2 separate regions of the Sus scrofa genome follow, and region 2 is linked to region 1. Evidence: chromatin contacts called from public Hi-C data. All regions are on one chromosome and are shown on one strand. The core of a region is the stretch at or near the end of the contact, and the rest is flanking DNA. Distances in the headings are between cores, read along the strand shown.

The links. Hi-C and Micro-C count contacts between places; a contact is called where the count stands out from the background.
Region 2: a Hi-C map of liver shows a contact between it and region 1, with 2.0 times the contacts expected there. The contact joins two enhancer-like sites. A contact is called at or near these places in 4 of 47 Hi-C or Micro-C datasets (embryonic fibroblasts, epiblast stem cells, fetal heart ventricle and 1 more).

What each region holds. Positions count from the first base shown.
Region 1 is chr7:38,837,839-38,842,193 of Sscrofa11.1, reverse strand. No RefSeq gene overlaps it. Among named protein-coding and RNA genes, the nearest start is that of TRNAV-AAC, 87 kb to the right of the region's middle. Within about 2 kb of position 2,188, at least 10 of the 83 cell types and tissues checked have an H3K27ac peak or open chromatin away from gene starts, as enhancers often do. A contact at or near this core is called in liver, where this site is marked.
Region 2 is chr7:38,918,734-38,923,088 of Sscrofa11.1, reverse strand. No RefSeq gene overlaps it. Among named protein-coding and RNA genes, the nearest start is that of C7H6orf223, 73 kb to the left of the region's middle. Within about 2 kb of position 2,023, at least 16 of the 83 cell types and tissues checked have an H3K27ac peak or open chromatin away from gene starts, as enhancers often do. A contact at or near this core is called in liver, where this site is marked.

The sequences.
Region 1 (4,355 bases), core at 939-3,438:
GTCCCGGGAACTCAGACTCCCAGAACACCAGGAGAGAAGGCACCCAGGATCATTATCACCAAGTTCCTAGGGCTCAGCCGAGGTGGCTAAGGCCCAGAGCGGGGAAGGAATTTGCCCCGGGTCACCGGGTGAATTGGTGGCAGGTCTTAGACTAGGACCTACTACCCTTGACTCTCAGCGCAGAGCTCTTTCCATCCTATCACGGACCCAGCAAAGTCAGGCCCAGACACCGTGAGTCTAGTTTCACCCCTGGCCAGGCAGGCTTGGCCATGACCTGGGCCCTGGCTGTCCCCAGTGGTGTCCCCACCTGCTGGCCAGAATGCTTGGAATTGCCTGGGAGGCGGTAGGTTTACAGTTTGTTTAGAGTCACACAGCCTTGCACAACCTCGAGGCCTGAAGGATGCTGGGCAGACCCCTCTCTTCTGCACCACTGCTCTGGAAATAGAGGGCCAGCGGGCCACAGGGCACCAGATCAGGAGACACTCAGGGCCGCACTATTTATGTTGGGGACAGCTCCCCAGGCTCCGTTATCAGGCCTCACGCAGAGAGGGACATCCCAGACAGCTGCTCAGGCAGCAATGGGGATGGTGGCCCAAACCCCGGGCTGGGAGACTTGGCTTGGCATGAGCTCCAGCCACCTCCTCCCCTGGGCTGCACTCCCCAACAGTTGCCAATATAGGCTCTCTCACTCTCTCACTACCCATTGACCATCAGAGTTATAGGGTTCCCATTCCACAGACGAGGCAGCTGAGGCTCAGGCAGTTTCGGCATCTTGCCAGAACTCAGTGAAGGATTCAAACCCAGCTCCCTCTGGCTTGGAAGTCTTCTGCCTTCCCCACCTTTTGCAGCTGCATAGTTTCGTGACATTGTCCAGTTCCTGTGGCAGCCTACCTTTCCAGAGCTCAATATTAAGAAAGACGCCCAGGGTGGGGGGGGAGTTCCCGTTTGGCTCAGCAGGAATGAACCCGACTAGTACCCACGAGGATGGGGGCTCAATCCCTGGCCTCCATTCATGGGTTAAGGATCTGGTGTTGCTGTGAGCTGTGGTGTAGGTTGCAGATATGGCTCAGATCCTGTGTTGCTATGGCTGTGGCATAGGCCAGCAGCTGCAGCTCCGATTCTAACTCTAGCCTGGGAACCTCCATATGCTATGGGTGTGGCCCTAAAAATACAAAAAAAAAAAAAAAAAAAAAAAAAAAGAGGAAAAGCAGTCCTCTTCTAGGGGTTGGATCACAAGGTCTGAAGCAGGGAGAGAGTGGGGCTAAGATCATGGTAGAATGTGGGTGTTAGGGCTTATCTTCTAAACTGACTTATTCTTCCTTTTTTTTTTTTTTCCTTTTTTAGGGCCACACCTGCGGTATATGGAGGTCCCCAGGCTAGGGGTCCAATTGGAGCTGCAGCTGCCAGCCTACAGCCACAGCAACGCAGGATTTGAAACTGTGTCTGCGACCTACACCACAGCTTACGGCAACACCGGATCCCTAATCCACTGAGTGAGGCCAGGGATCGAACCTGCACCCTCATGGTTCCTGGTGGGATTCATTTCCACTGCGCCACGATGGGAACTCCTAAGCCGACTTCTAAGTCATCCCTGGTCATGCTGTTTCCAGCCTCACGTTCAGGGTACTGTCTCTGCTGAACACCCCCAGCCACTCCTCCCGTCTCATAATCTGAGATTCGGATAGATCTTTATCTCCCTCATGGAGACTTCCTTGCCTTCCTCATGTCCCCCCAAACTAAATTAGGTGACCCTTCTCTGCCCCCTTAATCCCTTGGCTTATGCCACACTAGAGCAAAATGATCTGCTTCTAGACCTGTCCACCTGTCCACACCGTGGACCAGGCCTCTGCCTCTGAAGCCCAGCCCAGCACAGTATGGGGTGCCTAATGGGTGTGCAAGGAATGTTTGTTGAATGAATGCATGAGGAGGAGCGATGCCCTGGGGAGGCGAGCCTAGGCACGTGTGGGATGTTCAGGGGGCCGGGGAAGTCCCAGGCCAGCTAGAGAAGCCAGGGAAACCTGTCCTGCTCTGGGAACACTGGCCTGAGTCAACAAGGTGAAATTTAACTGGGATGCATGAAGCAACTTCCAGGCAGTGTCCAAGAAGGCAATGACTGGGGGGCCTGCAGCCCAGCCCAGGGTAAGGAAGGTCACCTCCTGGCCTCCCCTCAGGAAGGTCTGCCATCCCTGGACCAGCCGGCGAGAGGGCAAGAGTGCGGCCTCCAGAAGCTCCCTGGACCCAGTCCAGCCCTCTCCCCACCCCCACGTCCAGCAGCCCAATACCTCCAACTCCAGGCCCGGAAGTCCATTCACTCTCAGAGGGAAGAATTGAAACCTTAAATAAAGAAAGATTATGTAACCTTCTAGAAGCATGCCAGTGGCAGTGAGCCGGGGAGTGGGGAGGTGACCCGTCCAGCCTCCCTGTCTTCAGCAAGGTCCTCGAAATGACTGAGCACTTCAGCGCCAGATTCTTTTTTTTTTTGAGGGCCGCACCTGTGGCATATGGAGGTTCCCAGGCTAGGGATCAAATCGGAGCTACGGCTGCTGGCCTGCACCACAGCCACAGCACCTGGGGATCTGAGCCGCGTCTACGACCCGCACCCCAGCTCACGGCCAACGCCAGATCCCTAACCCACTGAGCGGGGCCAGGGATCGAACCTGCATCCTCACGGATACGAGCTGGATTCATTTCCACTGTGCCACAACAGGAACCCCCCAGGGCCAGATTCTTGACCAGGGGGCAGCTGGGGGAGAGAGAAGTGTGCTGTCTGCAAAAGCATAATCAATACTGTGATTTAATATTTGCAAAATAAAAACACACACCCTGCTGTTTCCCGGGACCAGCTGCAGGCAAAGTTCCTGGTGGGCCCAACGCTGCAGAGGGGAGGAGGGGCAAAGCACGGGGCCAAGGTTTAAGCCAAGTTCACCTGCACTGCCTCAGTCATGTTTCCCAGGATTGTTTATAGAAAGTTGGTAAGTTATTAATAAACATGGCTGTCATGCATTGTTCCCTTCCTCAGCACTGTACCAAGACAGCATTTTTATATGCATTCTTTTCCTTGGCCTCATTTAATGCATTAATTATGCTTTGCTTTTACACGTCTTTGCTAGAAGCTAATCTTCTGTGTGTTTGCCTGAATTCTCCTACCTTGCCAAGCACATGAAAATGCTTGGGGATGGTTAAACAGCTAAGTTTTACATACTTCTTCTAACAAAACCAGTGTGACTTTAGCTTACTAGTGGTCAGAGATGAGGGAGAACTTTCCTAACTCCCTTGCAAAGCCTTCTTGGGTCTTTTCTGAAAATGGTCACATATACTCTTTTTTTTTTTTTTTTTTTTTTTGGCTGTACCTGTGGCATATGGAGATTCCCAGGAGAGGGACAGAATTGGAGTTGCAGCTGCTGGCCTACACCACAGCCAGAGCAACACAGGATCTGAGATGCATCTGCAACCTACACCACAGTTCATGGCAACGCCAGATTCTTAACCCACCGGGCAAGGCCAGAGATCAAACCTGCCTGCTCATGGATGCTGGTCAGATTTGTTCCCACTGAGCCACGACAGGAACTCCCCCATATACTCTTTTCTCCTGGAAATCCTTGGCCCCCACTCTGCTCACCGAACTCACCAGAAGGCATTACAGGTATTTTCCACAATCTTTGTTTAACCCAATGAGCCTTTCGAGGACAGAGCCCAAAAGTATGATCTTAAAACCACCATAGCAACAATTTATAAAAAATAAATCCAGTGCAGCAGAATCACCCCAGGGACTGTATTGAAAATGCAGGTTCCTGGGCAGCCCCTCAGCAGCTTCCTGCTCCAGAGTCCCTGGGCTGGGGACCAGGAATCAGCCTTTTTTCCCCAAACTTCCTGGTTGAGTCTTCTGTGCACTCAGGTTTGAGAACCTCTGGTCTAAAGCATGGAAGGTATTCAGGAAATGTTTGCAGAATGAGCTACTGGTGAATGAGTTTCTAGAGGACCTGGGTACACAGAAGCACCATCCGTGGACTTGCACAGGAGTCTTCCCAGCTGGCTTTGGCCTTGGGCAAGGTTGCCTCTGAGCCACTCACCGGAGCCTGCCTGGACACGGTGCTCTGTCTGCACGGGGCTTGGGCTTGTGCTCCAGTGAAGCCTTTTTCAAGAGCGATGAGGGTCCTCACACCAATCCTGGTACCTCCGGCTGGCAGGTACCCGCGGTGGGTGGCCAGGGGATCTGTGACCTCCCTCCCCTCCAAACGGCCAACTACTCTCTGTCTTCTAGGACCAGCTGGGCCAGGGTCACCTTTGGTGGCCAAGTGGTCGGTTCAGTTTGGTGCAAACACAGGCTTCCCCTTTGGGGCCCATCAACCCCTGAT
Region 2 (4,355 bases), core at 774-3,273, 81 kb before region 1:
AGGAACAAAGGAGCAAGCTTTCCATCCTTTGACCCCCTCAGGCCAGGACTTCAGGCCACATCTGCCTCTTCCCTCATTAGGGGAAAAGGCAGCAGTTCAGTAAGGAAGACACTTCTGGGCCCTGATGGCATGCGGGTACGGCCCTGGATCAGGAAGTTCATGATCTAGGGGAGACACAGCCCAGAGGCTGCTTTGCGTCTGACTTGGCACTTGCTGAGATGGAGCTCTGCTCAGGTGGGGGAGCACAGAAGGGGCACCTGGGGGTGGGGGTGCTTCTGGGAGCAGGTGACACAGGAGTGGGGTTCCAGAGGCTGAATCTGAACAGGTCAATTGAACACGGGAAAGTCAGGGTAATCGGGGACAAGGCGAACAGCACGTGAAACGAGAGAGGTCTAAAATAGCTGGGGGTGTGCTGGAAGGGACCTCCCCCTTCCATGTGGGGGAGGAAGATGGGGCCCCAAACCAGAACTTTGCTGGGGGGCAGTGGCTTTGAGGGGATCTAAGCAGAGGTGGAGTGTGATCAGAGTCACGAGTTTCAGCTACGCCCTGTGGCTACAGAGGCAAAGGGACCTGGGGGCTGAGACCAGCAGCCTGTACTGCAGCCAGGGCCCCCATGCTGGGTCTGAGCAAAGGCAGGGCTCGCTCAGATTCCATCCGAACCTCCACCTCCTTGTTACGTTTTTAATTTATGATTTATTATTTTTATCTCTTTAAAATGTATTTTTTCATAGTTTTATTGAAGTATGGTTGATTATTCACAAGGCTGTGGTGATTTCTGCCGTACAACAAAGGGGTTCAGTTACATGCATCCTCCCACCTCCTCCTCCTCGCCATCAGTTTAGAATTGAGGAAACTAAGGCACAGAGAGAGGACAGGAAGCTTGAGGAGTTGGCAACTTCCCAGTTCAGGGGGCAGCCTGGATCTCTCTCCCAGACTCAGAATGAAACTCTGCTGGGGCTGGGCCTTGTTCAGAAAAAAATTTCCCTGCGTTCCCGTTGTGGCTCAGTGGTAACAAACCTGACTAGGATCCATGAGAACGTGTGTGGGTTCGATCCCTGGCCTCGCTCAGTGGGTTAAGGATCTGGCGTTGCCATGAGCTGTGGTGTAGGTCGTAGACGTGGCTGGGATCTGGTGTCACTGTGGCCATTGCATAGGCCGGCAGCTGCAGCTCGGACTTGATCCCTAGCCTGGGAACTTCCATATGCCACCAGGGTGGCTCTAAAAAGACAACAACAACAACAACAACAAAGAGTTCCCATTAGGCTGTTGCCCTGACTGGTTTTCCAGAGAGCAGAGTTCATTGAACTTCAGGGTAGATCTATATCCTTGTCCTTCCTCTGCAGAGATAATAAAGTTCACAGGATTATTTTCTGTGCGGAAGAACAGGGCTGCTAAGAAAACATTGTGGAGTAAAGGCTGTTTGCAAAGGCCAGACGGAAAGGGCAAATCTTTGCCACCAGGAGGAAGTAAAGGGTGTGTCTCCCAGCCTCTGGGGAACGGTGCCACCAGCACCTGGCTTTGCCCGAGCCTGCCACGTGCCTGTGCTGACTGCCCCCTGCATCCCCGGGCTCCGATTCATGCAGATGGTCAGATTGCAGAGCTGCTGGGCCATCTCCCTGGTCGCCAGGCTCCAGGGTCCCTGGCTAGTTGGTTACCTTTGGGGAAAAGAGCTTCTGGTTGACCCAGAGAAAGTCCAAATCAGGACTTTAAAGAGAGTCTGGGTCACTGCCCTCATTGTAAATGGGGACCCTGAGGTCCCCGCTAACACTGAGCCGGCTTGTTTGGGGTCACACGGCCAGCTCTGGCCAGGGCTGGTAGGGAAACTGAGGCACTCAGATGGGAAATGCCTTGCCCGGGCTCCAGCCTGCTGATGGCAAAGCCTGGGGTTGGATTCAGGTCACCGACCCCGAGGACAGAGCTGGCTCTGTCATCAGAACCAAGGTCTGTCCATGCCTCCCCTCCCCCCACCCCTCTGCAGAGGCACCTCAGCAGATCCCTGAGGTCCATCTCTGTTTGCAGAATCTCAGTCATCCCTGACACTGTCGCCACACCCCTTGGATCTTATCAGCTCAGCCCTGATGAGGGCTCCTCACCTGGACCATCTCCAAACGGCATCCGTGTGCACAGGTGCACCAGGTGGGTGAGGGCTGGGCATTCCAGGCGGAGGGGAGACAATGGCCGGGTTAAGAGGGTCATCTTCTTTTCGCACCTCCTGATTCCTTGAGTTTGTAAATCATTATCCCGGGCCACACAAAGCAGGCATTGAGCAAGCCTCTCACGGTCCCGTGACATGGCAGGCAGAGGCGACGGGAGCCTGCACGTGGCTGGGTGGCAGCTCCCGGCCCCTTCCTGGGCACCAGGATTGAGTTACCCATACAGTCCCTGCGCCTCCATCCACCCTCTTTGTGCCCATTGTCATTTATAAGAGGCATGATGCAACCTGCTAATTACATTGCCGGATTTTGAACTCATCTTGCCTTCTCTGACTCAGGCGGCAGAGGGAGGCGGGAGCAGCCGGCTCTGCTTTGTGGCTTATCAGGACTGGGTTATTCCGATCACACCCGCTCACGCCTCCCCGGCCTTTGTTAACCACAGCTTGCATCACCTCCTGCTTTCCATTTCTCCGGAATTTTTTTAACGGCCCTTTTTTATGAGCCGCTCCATCTTGTTAGCTAATGAATGATTGTGGGGCAGCGATGGGGATCAGTTTGTGTCTCTATTAAATGTTACATGATTGCAATTATGACTTAACAAGGGACAGCTAATAATAATAAATAAAAAAAAAAGATTCCATTTTGCGGCCTGGGGCAGACGCGAGACTCATTGACTGGTTCCCAAGCTGAATAATTTGGAGCCCTGGGGAAGGCAGGCTGGACAAGGCGTCAGGGAGGGGAGGGTGGGCGCTCCCTGGGAGCAGGGGTGTGGCTGGTGGGAGGGCAGCGCTCTAATGCCAAACCTTTTCCGAGACCTCCCTACCCATCTGGAGAGCTTGGGCTCCCAGATGCTGGTGTCTGGACTACGGAAATTCCTTCTTATCAGCTCTTTTAAACACTGTTGCTCTGCAGCCCCTTCTCCACTTCCCCAGCAGGGTGAGTTTCAAAAGACGCCACCGCCCTGCTCAAACTGCCTTTAGTGGCCACCAGGGCCTCCCTTGATCCCTGGGCCCTCATTTCAACGTTGTGCCTTTGGGAAGTTTCTGTTGTGGCTCAGCAGAAACAAACCTGATTAGTGTCCATGAGGACGTGGGTTTGATCCCTGACCCCACTCAGTGGGTCAACGATCTGACATTGCCGTGATCTGTGGTGTAGCTCGCAGATGCCGCTCAGATCCCACGTTGCTGTGGCTCTGGCGTAGGCAGGCAGCTGCAGCTCCCATTTGACTCCTAGCCTGGGAACCTCCATATGTCCTAAAAAAAAAAAAAAAAAATCAACTCTCTGCTTCCAGTAAACCATTCCTGGGGCTTTCATTTCCTTACTAAACCTGTTGGGCATGGTCTGAGTCATTGGTAGACAAGTGACCCTAAGAATTGGGCAGGAGGAGGGTCTGGGAATAGGAAGGGAAACAGGCAGAGGGTCTGCTGCTGGCTATGGCTTATCTGGTGATGTTCAGAACCACGGGGCATGGGAATGGACAGACGCCGGCCTTGTCATCATTGTTTCAAGAAGCCAAAACGCAGGCTTTGGGTTTGGGATTTATGATGAGTGTACAAAAGTGAAGGTCATCTACGTCTCACTCAGAAATATTTGATAAGGGAGTTCCTGTCGTGGCACATTGGTTAACGAATCCAACTAGGAACCATGAGGCTGTGGGTTCGATCCCTGGCCTTGCTCAGTGGGTTAAGGATCCGGTGTTGCCATGAGCTGTGGTGTAGGTCACAGACGCGGCTCGGATCTCACGTTGTTGTGGCTCTGGTGTAGACCGGCAGCTACAGCTCCGTTTCGACCCCTAGCCTGGGAACCTCCATATGCCGTGAGAGTGGCCCTAGAAAACACAAAAAGACAAAAATAAATAAATAAATAAAAAGAAATATTTGATAAGCTTCCCCCACAAGAGGAATTTTACATTGATAACAAGGGTTGGGACCAGAGTTTAAATTGTCCATCTGATCAAAAAGCCAAAGATCTATGCTACCTTCTGCGTTCTACCTGGAGCATTTTTTTCCCAATGAAAAATGAAAGCTACAGAAGGGTTACTCTCTGGACAACTGGCCTTCTGTGTGGTGGATGAGGGATGGATTATTTCATAGATGTTCAATCTTCAGATTCTTTCAACTTAGATGCCTATGCATCTAGGGCTGCTCTGCTGTGCCCCAGCGATGGTCACTGAGCTTTTGCAGGTGCCGGAGGAACACAGGG